Regions from separate parts of the Arachis hypogaea genome. Here region 1 is linked to region 2. The links are chromatin contacts, called in public Hi-C maps. All regions are on one chromosome and are shown on one strand. Each heading gives the region's core, a stretch centred on a gene start, on an enhancer-like site or on the middle of the called end of the contact. The rest is flanking DNA. Distances are from core to core; before and after follow the strand shown.

Region 1 (3,262 bases), core at 68-2,567, 160 kb after region 2:
ACTCTTCTTCTTCTTCTTCTTCTTCTTCTTCATTCTTTTCGAATTCAACTTTGAAACTTCCTTCACTTTTTGCGACGATTTTGAAATATTTTTAAGAGATTTTGATCGTTATTTGAATTTTGAGCGCGATTTTGATTGAGGGAAAAAAACCGTTTGCATTATTCAAGAGTTGGGGAAGTACATATTTACACGAAATCTAAACTGAGGGTTGTTTTTGTTAGGTTTGGACTAACTTATATAAACTTGTATACTAAAAAAATTTATATATATATAGTAGATTAAAACCGTACCAATAATATTTATATATAATAAAAAATTAATTGAAATAAAAATATAATATATATAATATCAATTATCAAATCAATTATTATATATTTATATTTATATATAAATATAAATATTATTTTATACATTTAAATATATATTTTATATTTTAATATATTTTATTTTTTTTATAAATAACTGAATTAGTCACTTATTTTTCTTTTTTAATCAACATGCCTAGTAGCACATATTCTTTTGAATAACATATAGACATGAATATTACGATGCCATGGAAATACTACAAGAAAATAAGTAAATTTCTCATATTGCCCTCAGTTCCACATATACTTATAAATTTGAGTAAATAGTCAAATTTATTTATGAAAGATCACTCATTTTTTAAATTAGTTTTTTAAAAAAAAATTAATTAAATTTATTCTTCAAATATTTTAAATTAATCGCGGTAGTTCTTCGGCCATTCTTTTTGTTAACGGTACTAAAATTTGTTAACATGGCACGATAAATAATATTTCAACATACACATAGGTATCTTAATTGACTATTAGTAAGATAAGCTTATAAAATTAAATCAAATTAAAATTTAATTGAGAAGAAAACTTGAGGTATTAAAATTCCTCAATTTGATGTGATTTAATCTAATTTCATAAATTTATCATATTTGTCGCTAATTAAGACTATTAGGTGTATGTTGTAGTGTCACTATGTGTCATATCAACAAATTTTGAAACCGTTAGTAATCGAAGTGATAGAAAGACTAAAATAATAAATTTGAAATCATTGAAAGACAAATTTAATTATAAAAAATCTTTTAGGAACTAACTTAAAAGTGAGCGTTCTTTCGAAGACTAATTTAACCATTTACCCTTATAAATTCCAACCATCCATTACCAAAACTCCAAAACATATCTTGTATGTTGTGCAACCGATAATATGGCTACTTCCTCTTCCAACCAAATTACAATCATCCTTTTTTGTTTAATACTTGCTACAATCATGTTTAATTCATCATCACTAGTCACGTCTAATTCCATGATGGTTCAGTGTGATGAGAAGGATGAGAGCATATTGCTCAAGTTTAAACATGAAGTCACAGATCCCTCTGATGTACTCTCATCTTGGTCTTCTGATGAAGAAAAAGATTGTTGTCAATGGAGAGGAGTTCATTGTGATAACATCACACACAGAGTTACAAAGCTTCATCTCCCTTGTGATACAATCCAATCTGATGAAATTCTTGATCAAGATAATGAGAAACAGCACTGTCTAACAGGTGAATTTGACATGTCTTCTTTGTTGGGTATTGAATATTTAAACTACTTGAATTTGAGCAACAATGATTTCAAGACCATCATCCAGTATGATTATGATTCTATTCATAACAAGACATGTAATGACTCCTCTAACATCCATTATCTTGATTTAGCATATAACTATCATCTTTTCAATGATTATAATAGTATGCTACATCAGATTTCTCATTTTTCCTCTTTGCAATATTTGGACCTCAGTGGTATTGATCTTTACAAGGAAATCTATTGGCTTCAATCATTGAATTCACTTTCTTCACTTTCAGAGTTACACTTAGATTATTGCAATCTTAAAGACATAAATCCATTTCTTCAGTATGCTAATTTGACTTCACTAGGTAGCATTTGGTGGAGAGATAGAGACGGAAGACTGAGACTAAGAGACAGAGACTAAGAGATAGGGATTGAAATAAATCTCAGTATTCTGTTTGGTGCAAAATGAGAAACAGGAATTGAAACAAGAATAAAACTCTAATTTAATTTGCACAAAAAGTAAAATTGGAATTAATTAATTGAAATGAAAGTATTTTAGGTATAAAATGTTATTAAAGTTTCAGTCTCCATCTCTAAAAACTTCAGTGTCCTTTGTCCCTATTTTTTGGAACTACTAAAATACTGAAATTTTAGAGACAGAGACAGAGACAAAAATTTTAGTACCAGTCTCTGAACTAACAAACACAATAGTCTCAATCTCTCAGTCTCTGTCTCAATACCTCAAAACAAACGCTACCTTAAAGTTCTTAGTCTTGCTTCCAATGACTTCTCATCAATCTTGCCTGCTTGGTTATTCAATCTTAGTCACATCTCATATATCGACATTTCTAAAAACTCCATGCTTGGCCAACTGCTTCAAACACTACCAAAATTTCATCAAAGCATTGAATCATTGTATTTGAATAACAATGATCTCGATGGTCCCATTCCGGATTGGTTAGGCCAACTTGATCAATTGCAAGTACTTGCACTTTCTCATAATTCTTTCTCTGGTCCAATCTCAAAAATTTTGGAAAACTTACCACCCTTATTGATTGAATTGCGTCTCCACTCAAATTTCTTGACAGGAACTGTCTCTGAAAAAGATTTCCATTTGCTTTCCAAGTTGAAGATTTTGGGTTTAGGCTCAGAATCCTTAATCTTTGACTTTGATCCTAAATGGAACCCTCCTTTTCAACTTCAAGTTTTAGCACTGGAATACCCTGGTCTCAAATTTCCATCATGGATATATACACAAACTTCTCTGAAAGTTCTGTACATTGGGAACTCCAGAACTTCATTCCAACCTCTTGGCAAGTTCTGGAAGTTCACTGCTCAACTTGAAGTTTTGAACTTAATAAACAATTCCATCAATGCTGATATGTCAAAGGTGTTACTTGATTCCAAACATGTAATGATGCTATTGAATAACTTGAGTGGCAGTGTGCCTCGAGTGTCACCAAAAGTGATTCATTTGGATTTGTCTTATAACAATTTATCTGATATCTCTCCTTTCTTATGTCAAAAGATGAATGAAAAAGAGAATTTAGAGACTTTGTTCATATCTGATAATGCATTATCCGGAGAAATTCCAAATTGTTGGATGAATTGGAGGTCATTACTTCAAGTTAACTTGAGGAGCAATAATTTGAGAGGTGAAATTCCTCACTCAATAGGGTCATTGTCTAGACTAATCT
Region 2 (3,406 bases), core at 397-2,896:
CATTAGACTTATATATAATAGAAGAAATGGAAAATTAAAATAAAAGAATACATTCTCTATGTATGAAAATTTTACATCACATTATCATACGTAATTTTTTGGTTATCATTGATCCGATAATTGAAAAGTAGGGATATAACTAGAATTAAGTAATTACTCCAAAGTAAAATTTCAACCAAAATATATAAATAAAGGTTTGATATAAATGGACAATGTGTCAATGTTGAAGATATAGAGTAGCATGCAGAAGCATTTGTCTCCGGAAAGTGCTAGGTGAACATTGGAACACACAAAGCAATTAAAAGCTACATGAATTGGAACTTTGTTTATTAAAAGTTTATGTCTGATGTCTCTTCCCAACCGAGCAAGTTTTAGTTGCAATGGAACATTAAGATTCAAAGAGAGAGTTCCACACGTCATGCTTCTTGCCTTGTGTCCTCTTGGCACATCACTGGAAGAATCAAGGTTTTCACATCCTTGCTTCGTTCAAAACCCTAATAATTTGTTTGTCAATTAAAAGCAAAATTTTGGGTGATTAGAAAATGGTAAGAATTTCTTGTAGTAATTACTGGTAATTGTGCGCAAAATAAGATAAAGTGATACTATATGTTTAGAAAATAATTATTTTTAAATAGAGATGTCGAACAAGTCGATTCATCTAAGTAGTCAATGAGCTATACTTTAAATGGTATAGTCTCCTGTACTTACCTAAGAAGTTGCGGGTTCGAGTCTCTTTATCTTTGGTAAAAAAAAAGTCAATTCATCTAAGTTTGTGGGTTAAAACGGTTTAGACTAATCATATATTAAGAATATTTGAGATTTTAAAATAAGAGGTTTGACCCATAAAAAAATAATTATGATGTACACTAAAATTAATTACTAAAATCAATCACTAATATATAGTATAAATTAGAATATAAAATATATATTAAAAATAAATTAAATAAAACATATATTTATACATAAATATATAACAGTTAATTTTATAATTAATTTTTGTGTACACATAATATTTTTTTATAAGAAAAATCCAATTTAACACGTCTATTAGTTTTTTTCCCCAAACGAAATTGATTTTTTTTAATAAAATCCCAAAATAATCAATTTTGAGTTATATACCAAACTTTGGAAGCCATTTCTTTTCCTTCAATTGGGTTATTTTTATAGTATTTGGGTTGAATTGTAAACGAATTGAAATTTTATTAAATAAAATAAACGAGCTAATTCATTCGACTCGTTGAACAGCTTCTTTATTTTTCAAATTAATCAAACTAAATTCATTCAACATTTTATTTTTATGAGTATTTTTGAGATTATAAACTTGCCTATTTTAAGAAATAAACAAAATAGTTTGATAGATTTGGATATCATTTTGATGACCCTATTCACTATATCGGTTATGTTCACATTTTTTCGTCAAATTTATAGATTTAGTGTATTTAGTTTTAATTTCAGTATATACTTCATTTATTTCAGGATCCTTGGAGCAATTTAAATATTTAATAATTTCATAAATATATGCATCTATTTTTAGCAGGGGTATTCCGGAAATGATGCATTCTTTTTTGGTAAGAAATATGATCTAATATTCGGCTTTTTATATTTTTCAACGGCCCTGAAGCTAACTTGAGCTAACTTACTTCCTTTGTGTGCTGTTCAGTTTTGGGCTTTAGTCCTTTACTAAGATTTAGGCCCAAACAATTTAAGCCCAAATATCAATCCAGTTTGACTTGGCAAGCTGCTCCTATTCATTTATTTATTTATTTTAATGTGATAGAATCACAATATCACATTCTTATAAAATATGTATTAAGTTTTGATCGCATGTATTAACCATCTTTAATAATGTAATATTTTGTTATTAATTAATTGGTTGAGATTAAAAAAAAATTGATGGAAAATTAAAAAAATGTGTTTAGCTTTAAATCCTTATCTCATATCAATCAATAATTCAATTAACAAGTAACTAGTTTACTTATACCCGTGGAAGAGAGCTATGAGCGAAAAAGGGGTGATCGGGGATGAAAGTGGAAAACACGGTGAGGCAACCGCTCCGGTGGAAGTAACAAGGAGAAGAGTGTGAGAAGAGTTGTATTCGGTGACATAGAGGATTCCAAAGGGACGAGAGTCTCTTTTAGAGATAGAGTGATTGGCGTGTCTAATTAATCTGAATTGAAAGTTAACTTTGAAAAGTCAAAAGTAATATGTTCAAAAGATGTTTTCAATATAAGAAAAGAGTTGTTTACTGAGGTATCATCTATCTATTTTACTCAAAACTTGGGTAAATACTTAGGTGTTAATTTGAGGCACTTGAGAGTGATTCGAATCTGTGCTATAGAGGTTATTGACAAAATTTAGAAACGTATGGCATTATAGAAAGGGAGACTGTTGAATAGAGTTGGGAGATTATGTCTTGTTAAATCGGTTGTATCAGCTATTCCTATTTATCAGATGCAATGCTTTCTTCTTCCAGGTCATGCTTGTGAAAATATTAATTCTCTCACTCTACAGTTCTTTTGGAAGGGTAATAATATCGAAAGATATCTCTCTTTGGTCAAAAAATTTTGGTGGTCTGGACATTCGAGATTCTTCTCTAGTCAACGTGGCAATGATTGAAAAGTTAGTTTAGAAGAAGCTAAACTGCCGTGACAAGTTGTGGGTTCAAATTATACTCAACAAATATTTTAAAAATCCCTTGAACTTAGAAATTTCTGTTCCAAAGACTGCATCTATTTGCTGGAAGGGCATTGGGAAGTTAATGCAGCTTCTACAAGAGGGTTTGGCTTGGAGTCCTGGTAACTTGGACCAATCGATTTGGTTTAATGATCGACATCCAGGAGGTAAACTCTGTTATTATTTTCCTTTTGTCCATATCTCCGATACTCAATTGATTATCAGAGATGTTTGGAGCGAGTATGGTTGGCGTTTGGAGCGAATTGCGACACCCTTATCAGAGTTAATTCTCCATATAATGCAAACTTCTAACTGATTTTAGTAGTGCATAGTTGAATCTGGATGGATTTGGATAGCAAATATTAATAAAAGTTATTCAACTAAAGAGGGATATACATGGTTACTGAAGAAGAGGATTCAGTGGAATGAGGGGCAAAGTTGGAAATGGCTGTAGCGGGCGAATGCCCCGGAGAAAGCAAAACTCCTGGCATGGTTTGCCATTCATGATTCTCTACCAACAGAGGCTTTCAAACACTGGCGTGGACTCTTTGAGTTGAACATGTGCCCTTGATGTAGCGAAGAGACATAATCGGCGATGCATTGCTTGCTATGTTATCGACAGGCGCAAGACATTTGAATGAGATTGGATCCATCAATTCTTTAGGTCAATGGGAATATGTTTTCTTTTATGCGAGCTGCTGTTTTGGAACAAAAAACCTATTTTTTTCATGGC

The links. A called contact is a pair of places that touch in the nucleus more often than the background predicts.
Region 1: a Hi-C map of leaf shows a contact between it and region 2, with 2.4 times the contacts expected there. The contact joins the promoter of LOC112712762 here to the enhancer-like site in region 2. A contact is called at or near these places in 2 of 8 Hi-C or Micro-C datasets (leaf and an unstated tissue).

The regions. Positions count from the first base shown.
Region 1 is chr9:1,814,956-1,818,217 of arahy.Tifrunner.gnm2.J5K5, forward strand. LOC112712762 (receptor-like protein EIX1) reads left to right here and starts at 1,318. Exons shown (of 5, transcript XM_025765685.2): 1 at 1,318-1,907; 2 at 2,391-3,262. The coding sequence starts at 1,318. It overlaps LOC112709831 (receptor-like protein EIX2), which reads left to right and starts at 1,161. Exons shown (of 3, transcript XM_072202233.1): 1 at 1,161-1,555.
Region 2 is chr9:1,655,370-1,658,775 of arahy.Tifrunner.gnm2.J5K5, forward strand. No RefSeq gene overlaps it. Among protein-coding and RNA genes, the nearest start is that of LOC112712758, 8.3 kb to the right of the region's middle. Within about 2 kb of position 1,647, at least 2 of the 3 cell types and tissues checked have open chromatin away from gene starts, as enhancers often do.